Regions from separate parts of the Mus musculus genome. Here region 1 is linked to region 2. Evidence: chromatin contacts called from public HiChIP or PLAC-seq data. All regions are on one chromosome and are shown on one strand. Each heading gives the region's core, a stretch centred on a gene start, on an enhancer-like site or on the middle of the called end of the contact. The rest is flanking DNA. Distances are from core to core; before and after follow the strand shown. Region 1 overlaps Hmgcll1 (3-hydroxymethyl-3-methylglutaryl-Coenzyme A lyase-like 1). Region 2 holds the start of Hmgcll1 (3-hydroxymethyl-3-methylglutaryl-Coenzyme A lyase-like 1).

Region 1 (5,225 bases), core at 852-3,351, 46 kb after region 2:
TATAGGTAAGCAGCCCTGCCTTTTATGTGTATATCTGTTATCATATAATTAAGTATACAGATATCTTCCTTCGAAGAACACATTACTTGATATAAATATGTTTTCCTGATTATTTTGAGAAACAAAAATATTTCACCAGCTGACATTGATTTTTAAGGGACTGCAAGAAATTTTCATCATCTTTAAGAATTGAAGAAGTTATTCTGTTTATAGATCATTTCATGCTGTTTTACACATTCAATTACATTTGGGAAGAGAGGACACACTGGCATAGTTATAAAATTAGGAGAGTGTAGTGGTTATTAAGATTCTGGGGGTTTGCTATACCTTTTTGTTGCCTTTAAATATCTACTAGGGGTTTCTACACTACTTCAGACCATTTAGTTCCCAAATAGAAGACATAGAGACCATTTGAAAGCACCACAGCTTGGCAGATATCAACCCTCTAAGTTATCTTGTCAGTTTCCTCTGCCCAAATCCCCATAAATATGGGCATCTGTTCCATTTGCACTTTTCCTGCTTCATCAGGCCAGCCCTCGTGGCCACATACTTATGATCCATGCTAACTTCCTCCATAGCAACTTCCTTCTTTGTCCTCTCATCTCCCATCATGGTCCTTACCTGATACCCCAAGCCCAGGAGCCACAGCTTTGCCCACTTCTCTTCTGCTCAGCCCAGGCTATAGGCATCTTTGATAGTTTGAATATGCTTGGCTCATAGGGAGTGGTACTGTTATGAGGTGTGGCCTGGTTGGAGGAAATGTGTCATGTGGGGGTGGGCTTTGGAGTTCTCTTCCTATCTTCAAGCTCTACCCACTGTGAAAGAGAGCATCCTCCTAACTGCCCGAGGATGCCAGTTTCTCCTGGTTGTCTTTGTCAAATCAAGATGCAGAACTTTCAACTTCTTCTCCAGCACCATTTCTTCCTGGACGTTGCTATTTTTCCTGCTATGATGATAATGTATCAAACCTCTGAAACCATAAACCAGCTCCAATTAATATTTGTGTTTATAAGTGTTGCCCTGGTAATGATGTCTTTTCATAGCAATGGAAACCCTAAGTGAAGCAGCATTTTTATTAACCAATCAGGAATAACTTGGCAAGGTTTGCACAATAAAAGCTGGTGTGTGTGAGAATTTGCTCTTCCTGAGGCAAGCATATGTTGGGATACAATATTTAGTATTTGAATACATAGAAGTACCATACTAACCCCAACAGGAGAGTGCATAGGTCTTGCTAATATTAATAATAAATAACTAAATTTTCATTTCAAATACTAAATCTTGATATTATCAAAATTCTATAATTTCCCAGTGATTTTAAGAAAGTTGCTAGCTGCATATGTATCAGAAGATGGCCTAGTCGGCCATCACTGGAAAGAGAGGCTCATTGGTCGTGCAAACTTTATCTGCCTCAGTACAGGGGAATGCCAGGGCCAAGAAGTGGGAGTGGGTGGGTAGGGGAGTGGTGGGGGGAGGTTATGAGGGACTTTTGGGATAGCATTGGAAATGTATATGAAGAAAATACCTAATTAAAAAAATAATAATAGAAAAAAATTCTAAAAAAAAGTTGCATACAAAATATTCTTTTCCTAATAAGATGATGCCCATGACTTCACGCTATTACTATTATATAATAATAAAAATTGATTTATAGACTATCCTTCAGACTCACAGATGATGCTCACAGAGACATCTGAAAGAATAAGAATAGAGCAATCTCTAAAAGGCCACACTTACTCTCTTGTAGCTAATGACAAGAAAATATGACAAAAGAAAATGAAAGGAAGACTCCCTATAAGAAGGAACTGGATCATGCCTCCTGACCTTGCTTAAATAAATATACTGGATGGGAATACAAAATGACATAATTTATTCTGCATGTGGTCCCAAGTTGAATCTGGGATTAGCCTACTGAAAATTAATGAGCCCATTTTAAACCTAAAGTAATATTAAATAAGTTGACTGAATTGCTTCGCATAGCTCCTGAGGATATCTGTGATGAGGGGAGATGGTTCTAGAATTGTGCCCTTATCCACAGTGTGCCATGCCTTTGAGTAAGTGATTTAACCTCTCTGAACCTTAGAAAGCCTAGCACACATTCCTGCAGTACAGGATGTGGGTAACCACAAAGGGTCAGTCACATCAATGGTCCCTGTGTGTACATGATCGTGGGGCCTACCTCCTGACTAGTGTTCAATAATGTTTTCCATCATGAGTTTTATTAGTGTGTGCTTGTTTTAAACCTCATATGGTTACATGTATCTAAAGAAAAAAGTGATTTACATAAATCACATAGCCACAAAAGAGCAGTGTTCCCGAATCAAAGACAAATATTACAAACTTCACCTCTCAAAGTCACAGTAGCCTAGCTTTACCTTACAGTACACATGGGGTGTTTTCCCTAAGGCAGCCTTATGGATACACACACACACACACACACACACACACACACACACACACACACATTGTAGTTTGGGCTTCTTTGCATGGATGGTTTAGATTTAACTGCACTTACATTTTAAAAATTTCTCTAAGTTCTTTCATTCTCCTTCTAGAAGAACATCACATAGTACAGACCTTTAAAATAGTATCTGAGGTTAGCATTTCGTAATTTTGCTATAGCAGCTGCGTATGTGTTGCCTGAGTGATTTCTGTTTCTAAAGACAATGTATGAGGTCTGATAGTGTTCTGTGAGTCCTGTGCTTCCCTGGAGCTGATTGTGCATCAGACGCGGGTCATGGGAATAGTCCTCCAGCTAATGTTTAGATTGCTGCTTCTTCACTTATTTCTTTTTTTAGCATTTTAAAGCTTTTTTTTTCCCCTCCCACTGTTTTGTTTGGCAGGAGCTGTCTAACTCACATAGCTTAAAGAAAAGGTCCGCAGTAGCAGGGTGCCATATAAAACAGGATCCTACACCTATAATTTAAATGATCACAGATGATAAAATGCCTGCCATTAAGAAATACATGTTCTTTATAAGTTATCTGGAAAAAGATTTCCTTAGAGTGACATGTAACATAAGAATATTTGAAGTTAGTCCAGGTAGCCCCTCGCTTAGATGGAACACACAATAGCATGAGAAAGAAAACACATTAAAAACAGATTTCCTGCACATTTGGAATGTGTCTGTTAATCGTAAGCTATTGAAATTATTGTGACTATCATAATCTCTAAAGTGAACTAAATTTTTGTGTTAGATATTAACATTTTTGTTTTTATTCACATGAATGCTACTTTGTTTGAAAATAAAAAATAAATTAAGCATATAATACACTATGTGTGTGTGTGAGTATGTGTGTATGCATGTATGTATCAAATGAAATGGGTCAATTTTACATATTATTTGTCCCTGATGAAGCGTTTACCTATTGCAACACATGGATAAGAAGTCTTCCCAAAGGGATAGAAGTGAGTTTTCTTTACAAGAGTAGAAAAAAATGTACATAAAAGATTGTAGCATTCTTTTTTGTACAAGTCACTCTAACACTTAAAAGTAGGATCAAGGTACACACCAACCAGGAGCCCCTGTCACCTGTCCCAGTGCTCATTCTACTGTGGAGGACAAATCATTCTTTATTGAAATGGAAGTACATTTACTAGATTGACAAACCAGGCTTAATTTTTGAAATGTAAGAGAGCACATCTTTTGTATCTGGTCTGCCTTAGCCATTATGTTCTTTATAAGGAGTGTAGATGATAAGATGGTAGGTAGAAAATAATTTTGTGGAGGAAAGAGAGAGAGAGAGAGAGAGAGAGACAGAGAGAGACAGAGAGAGAGAGACAGACAGAGAGAGAGAGAGAGAGAGAGAGAGAGAGAGAGAGAGAGAGAGAGAGAGAGAAAGAAAGAGAAGGAGAAGGAGACGGAGAAGGAGAAGGACAGAAAGGGAGAGGGGGTGGGGCACTTTCAAATTGTTGGCTTAAGAGACATCATTATGTGTCCAGACAACAGAAAGTATCTCAGGATGAGTCCAATCAAAGTATGTCCACTTTGCTTATGGTTTACCTTACATAACCTGTGTCATTTCACAAAAGGGATCCTGGCCAAATTAACTAAGGCCATATTTCTTATTTTCTGGTGTTATGCCAAGAATAACCATATTGAAATAGTCTTAATTTTTTCTCTTCTAAACTGGCATTACTGCTGTAACACATTAATGATCCTCTGTAAAAAGATTGATATGAAGAGATCAAATGGTATATTGTCCTTAGAAGCATGGTCTAAATGATGATATTGGTTTTGCTTATTAATTTACAGGAATGTATTTGTTTTCATACATGTTAGATACATCCATGTTGTCAGTATTTGTCCTCTGGGTAGGAGTGAATGATAATTGATATAAGGTAAATGATACTACATGGTTATTGAAATTAAATGGAAGAAATTTTGCTATGTGAATTCCAGTGAACTTAACACCTATTTCCTGGTGTTACAGGTGCAACAGTAGCCCTTCATGAAAACAATAGATGCCTTTTGTTCTCTCATGCTCACATTTGCTGCATAAGCCACAGCCCCTGTATGTTGTTTTGTTGTTTTAATGGGTTGAATGTGTTTTCTTTCACCGAATGTGTACACGGTGTCATATATTTTATGTGTGCAAATGTTTCTGCATGCATGTACTCATACACATGTAAATTATCACTTATCCCTGACAGCTGAATCAGTTGTGTGCATAAGAAATATTCTATAAGTTTAGTGACTTAAAATAACAACATTTGATTTTGCTTGTGTCTTTGGAGCATAAACAGTTCAGTTAAGACTTTATTGGGCACTCCAGAGACTTATTAGGGACTAGTAGTAAGATGGAGTGGATGATGGTTAGAGCAGAACTCAGGGGCACAAGTAGCTTGGGCAGCAGGGACTGGCTGGGCACTACTATTTCTAACTGTTCTCAAAACTCTCTATGAGTCCTCCACAGTGTGGTCCTTATAGACATCTAAGATGATTTTAGTGATCCAGAAGTGATAAGCTTTTTATAGCCAAGCCTTGTAATCTATATAGCATTGATTTGGCAAGCTGATTAGCTGATATAGTTACAAAGTCCACCAAGTTTTAAAGAAGAAAGAAAGACACCACTTGTTTTGTTTTGTTTTGTTTTGTTTTGTTTTGTTTTGTTTTGTTTTGTTTTAAGTGTGGCTTTCTGAGAAAGGAACTATCTTTGGGGCCATAACTTTTCAAGTGTCACAGTTTTATTTTTAAAAACTGATCTAGAAATAATTTTAAGTAT
Region 2 (5,021 bases), core at 1,308-3,807:
TAGGAAATAAAGGCCTGCAATGTCTCCTACATGTTTGAAATATCTTGGCAGATTGGATTGGGTGCTGGTTAGATGGAGGGCTTAATGAGAGAAGGGAGTCAAGAAAATTTCACAAAAGATAGGTAGAATTCAAGACATTGAGACATTACCTAAAATCAATAAAATCATGGAAAAAACAGGAAATCTGATTCATTTTAATTTTCCGTAGGTGTTCATATCTTTTATGTTTAAATTATTGGAACACTGAAACAAAAATAGCTTAGTTATGTAAGGTAGAAAAAAAATAGAGTTTAGGTTTGAAATATAGCATTAAACATCCATGTGATTGCCCAGCGATGTTATGTCTACTGGCTTGTGGAGCCCATTTCATTCTTGATGGTATGACACAGGCTCTTTCTTTGTAGACACAGCTGGCCTGGAATTAGCTATCTAGCCTAGACTGGCCTTAAACTTACAGTCATTTTTCTACCTTACCTTCCTAAGCAATATGATTATAGTTATGCTCCAGGACACTAGGTTTGGAATCCAGGTTTCTTTATTTTTATTATTATTTTTAACTTTAAATCTATTTTTGTGTTTTCTTAAAAGACAAAATAAAATGGAGAATCTGTGTGTATGTGCATGTCAGTAGGGGTTCCCCAGATGCTAGAAGAGTCAGATTCCCCTGGGGCTAGATGTTATAGGTGTCTGGGAGCCACCTACATGGACGCCAAAGAACTGTGTATACTTGTAACCACAGAGCATTCTCTACAGAGCTGGGGCTCCCAGGTCAACCTATCCAATGAGGAGAGAGAACTGCACCATGTGCCTCAAAGCTCGGTGTTATCTCGATCTTTTTAGGCTTGTGTACAGAAAATAAGATTATTCATTGCTCAACTCTAAAAGGGATGTACATATCACACTCCAACCCCCAGGGCTCAGGGAAGAGAGAACATTAAGACTGTAAGAACCCCAGGCAGAGGATAACATCAAGGAAATAGTGTTTTCCGGGTACAACAGGGTAGTTGCATAAACAAACTCATAGCAACTGTTAACAGCATGCACAAGACCAGCACAAACACCAGCCAGACAAAAGCCCGGGGGAGAGCCGGGAAAGTAGGTATGAGATCCCACTGAGTAGCTAGCTGTTGGCACCGGATGGCTGCTTAGAAAGGGAGAGTCAGTTGCGCACCCACCAGGGCAGTTCCCTTTACCCAAAATAGTTGGGCAACACAAACAGGACTTGATGGGGGGAAAAAAATGTAACAAGCTATCCTAAAGTTGGATAAAAGGGATGAAGAGGTGGTTGGGAGGATTTGGAGTACAGGGCGTGAATGTGTTCAAAAGATCTTGTATGAAATTGCCAAGGAATTAATAAAAATATTCTTTATCCAATCTGGGTGGTGAATCCCTTCAAAATCTGTTCATATTATGTCTCAGAAGTTAGTCGTTGTATATATACGCCATCCTTTGTGCAAGCTTGTGCACCTGGGCGCTCTTGATTCCTCCTAGCTGTGGAAACAGTAGGGCCAGCTAGCTCTCCCTGCACAAGACTGTTCCTGACGATTGTGTGCTATCAGCTGCAAGCTATGGACTCCACGCTGAAGAGCATTAGAGTGTTGCAATCTAAGTGTGCTTATGAAGTAGGCCGAATGAAGCAGGGGTTATCTGATTCCAAGGCTATCATATAAATCCAATAATTTATATTTATAATATATAAACTTATATATAAATCAAACATACTTATATAGAAACTAAATATACATTTATATTATAAATATTTTATAAATATATACATTAAAATTTATTTAATTTATAATTACTTCTAACTTCTGACAGGTTGTTTTTGTTTGAATGAAAGAAAAGCCTTTATGAATTTAGTTATTGCTTTTTTCTTTCTTTCCTCCTCCTCCTCCTCCTCCTCCTCCTCCTCCTCCTCCTCCTCCTCCTTCTTCTTCTTCTTTTTCTTCTTCTTAAAAAAACAGTTCTTCATACCCAGGGGGATAGTAAAGGAACTTGTGGTGACGCCGAAGCAGACAGTTAAGTTCTAGTCCTAACCCCATGTGACAGTGGAAGGAGACAACCACTAAAACCAATAAATGTAAAACAGCGAAAAAGAATTCAGCATTTCAACATTTATCTTGCACCATCGGCTTACTGACAACTCTTGGTTTGCTTGTTTACCTCCGATATACCCCCCTCCCTCGCCCTTAATTTAGGGTTTGTGTTTTTTAATACCACAAAGCGCCTCGGCAATTTTAAATAGAGTTTTGACATAAACTCAAACCGATTCACAGTGCCAACCCTACAGGCTTGTGGCTGGGAAGGAGAGAATGTCTGTAGAGAGCCCAGTGCTTCTTCCTCTCAGAGGCCTGGGTCCTGCCTAGAGCTCTGACTCAGGCGAGCACCTGCAGACAATCAGCCCTGAGAGCACCATATTTTACGGAGGGGGGGGGGGAGTGCCACCCTGCCTCAATTAACTGTCCCCATCCAGGATCTGGCTCTCAGCGCGGGACTCAGGTGCCCGCTACACCCCTGCCTGGGCGTTGCCCAGGAACCGCGCCGCCGCAGTGCAGCTCGGACCCCGGGCACCCGCGGGACGCGCTCCCGGCTCTCACCCGGCTCTCGGCTCCGGCCGTGGGATCCAGCACCGCCCACGGCACCTAGGCTGCTGCTATGGGGAATCTACCATCTGCTGCGAAGCACTGCCTCAACTACCAGCAGCTTCTCCGCGAACATCTCTGGAGCGGAGACTCAGTGGCAGGGGCGCTGGATGCGGCGCAGGTACCACCTTGGGCCTAGGGCGTCCCTACCCCCATCCACCTCCCGTCATCCCTTTTGTCTGTGTCACCTCTGTAAGCCAGGGTCCTGCCTGAGGCCCGTTCTATTGTCAGTGTGTGGGTCTGTGGCTGAAAAGCCTCTCATCTTCTCAGCTGTGAACAGCAGGCGCATCCTTGCTGGCCTAGCAGTTTCCCTACCCCAGGCCTTTTGCAGGTCGCCAACAGGAGTGATCATGTCTGTGCGTGTTCTTGGAAGGGCGGTGCTTTTGTTCTCACTTTCTTCCTTGTAATGTGTAACAGACTACAAACATATCACCTTGTGTGGTAGAAAGAGGATGAAGCTAGGGCACACTAGGAAGGCACAGGACGACGATTAAAATCACATGGTATGTTAGAGCATTGACTATCCCTACAGTGTTTTTGCTTAATGAAATTAAACAAGCTTGAATAAAACCATTACAGACTAAAATTATTCCTGCATTTTCCTGAGAGCTTCATAAAGACAACTCATTGTTTATGTATTTATGATTCCATGTACTACCAACAAACGTGCCAGTTAAGTGAGCATAAGGTATATAAAGAAATTTCCTTTTCACATAAAACCGTAAACTTTAAACATAACAGGAAACAGCAGTAATGGTCGTTACCTAAATGTTGAAACCTGTTATGAGTCAAGGGCTTTGTGAGGCCTTAGGTATCATTAGCCTTTTAATTCTAGGCACCTGTTCACTTTGTGAACAGTGTAGTTCTTGTTATTTTTTTTTATTTTAGTGGGCTGGCCTAGCTTTGTTATGTGATGTTACACCAACAGTTCTGACAGGAGTTATTCATATCCTTATGGTGTGGTCTCAGTTCAGTGCTCCAACATGTGAAATCGAAGCCTTCGATCTACAAGTAGGACTTAGCATTCGTGGGTGGTTTTATAAATAGTTTGCTCCCCATTAATTAGAGTATGAGACTGGAGCTATTTGCAAGAGCCAAGTCCTAGAATGGGCATTCTGCCTATCAACAGATGGCTGGATACAATACAGAAGATATGGCATAATTACCCAATGGTTTATTATTCAGAGAGATGAACAAAATCAAGTCATTTGTAGGTAGATGCCTGGAAATAAGCCAGAGCCCAAACAACTAATATCGCCTGTTTCTCTGTCGCCTAAGGAAGGGACATAAATACCAAGAGGAGAAAATTGGGGGTGGGGGTGGGGTGGAGTTAGGAGACATGGCAAGCATCAGGAGGAAGGAGCAGGTGAGTGGGGGAAATGAGGCTATGAATATGATCACAGCCCACAATATGCACACGTGCAAGGGCCACAGTGAATCCGCTTTTACTAATAAGGCTCAGAAGGATTGACCAGGACCCTCTGGTGAGACCTGATGGTGACAACAGGGAAGTGGAGAGCCATGCTTTATCTTCTCTCATGTCCTCACGGTGGCTGATTTCCATGGAGTCTGGTTTGAACTTCCTGGAATGTTCTCAACATTCTTTAGCGGTCAGTTTGTCTTACGCAACCAAGAATCCCTAACATTTACTTTTCGGGATGAAGTCATGTGACTATTGCTTGGGTGATCCGTAGAGTGGTGTGTATGCTCCAGTGTTCTGATTTGTTCGGGGAAAATGAGAGCTTCGAAGATTACTGCTGAGGCTATGTAAGGTCACGGCTTTCAGACTCTTATGTGCTTTTCTGGAAGACGCTCTAAGTTATCTTAACACCCGCCAACTTTTCTGACTGAGACACTTCCATTTGCCCCTCAGTTATGTCTTACAAAGCATGTACTTGGTCCAGGTCTCTTTTTCCTGTGTCCTTGCTGAGCTCAGTGGCTTCTGTCTGTCTGGATCATCATGCCTGTCTGTCCTATGGCTTATCTCCTCTCACCCTCCTGGCTATTGTTTATATCCCAGTTCTTGGTTTTATATCCTCTTCTCACTTCTGAGCTTTTGTCTATACTTGGATATCTTAACAGAAAGTGATACTCCACATTTCCAACTTGCATCCATGTTCTCTCTCTCTCTCTCTGCTGGCTATTTTTCTGTGGAAAATCATCCCTGGTCTGCACAGAGAAGTCCTCCCACGTACTTAATTTTAATACATTCTGGAAGTCATGTAAGGGGAGGAACACTCAATGTAGAAAATGTGTCCCCTAGATGGGCCTGATATGTTGTTTATGATTGATATGGAGTGGTTCAGCTTACTGTAAGGCAGAGCTATCCCTGAGCAGAAGATAGGTGGTCCTAGGTGCTACAAGAAAGTAGTCTGAGCA

Evidence for each region. HiChIP or PLAC-seq counts read pairs in DNA pulled down with a chosen protein or histone mark.
Region 1: a contact with region 2 is called in an HNF4G HiChIP or PLAC-seq map of pancreatic cancer cells. The contact joins the enhancer-like site here to the promoter of Hmgcll1 in region 2. A contact is called at or near these places in 3 of 39 promoter capture datasets (the C10 cell line, liver and pre-B cells), 3 of 484 Hi-C or Micro-C datasets (the C10 cell line, nephron progenitors and pre-B cells), 4 of 115 datasets of contacts at active chromatin or transcription factors (embryonic fibroblasts, large pre-B cells, neural progenitor cells and 1 more) and 4 of 9 other capture datasets (adipose tissue, embryonic stem cells, liver and 1 more).

The regions. Positions count from the first base shown.
Region 1 is chr9:76,059,015-76,064,239 of GRCm38.p6, forward strand. All of the region lies in intron 3 of Hmgcll1 (3-hydroxymethyl-3-methylglutaryl-Coenzyme A lyase-like 1), which reads left to right. Among named protein-coding and RNA genes, the nearest start is that of Hmgcll1, 47 kb to the left of the region's middle. Within about 2 kb of position 2,102, at least 14 of the 459 cell types and tissues checked have an H3K27ac peak or open chromatin away from gene starts, as enhancers often do. A contact at or near this core is called in pancreatic cancer cells, where this site is marked.
Region 2 is chr9:76,012,420-76,017,440 of GRCm38.p6, forward strand. Hmgcll1 (3-hydroxymethyl-3-methylglutaryl-Coenzyme A lyase-like 1) reads left to right here and starts at 2,558. Exons shown (of 9, transcript NM_173731.2): 1 at 2,558-2,763. The coding sequence starts at 2,656.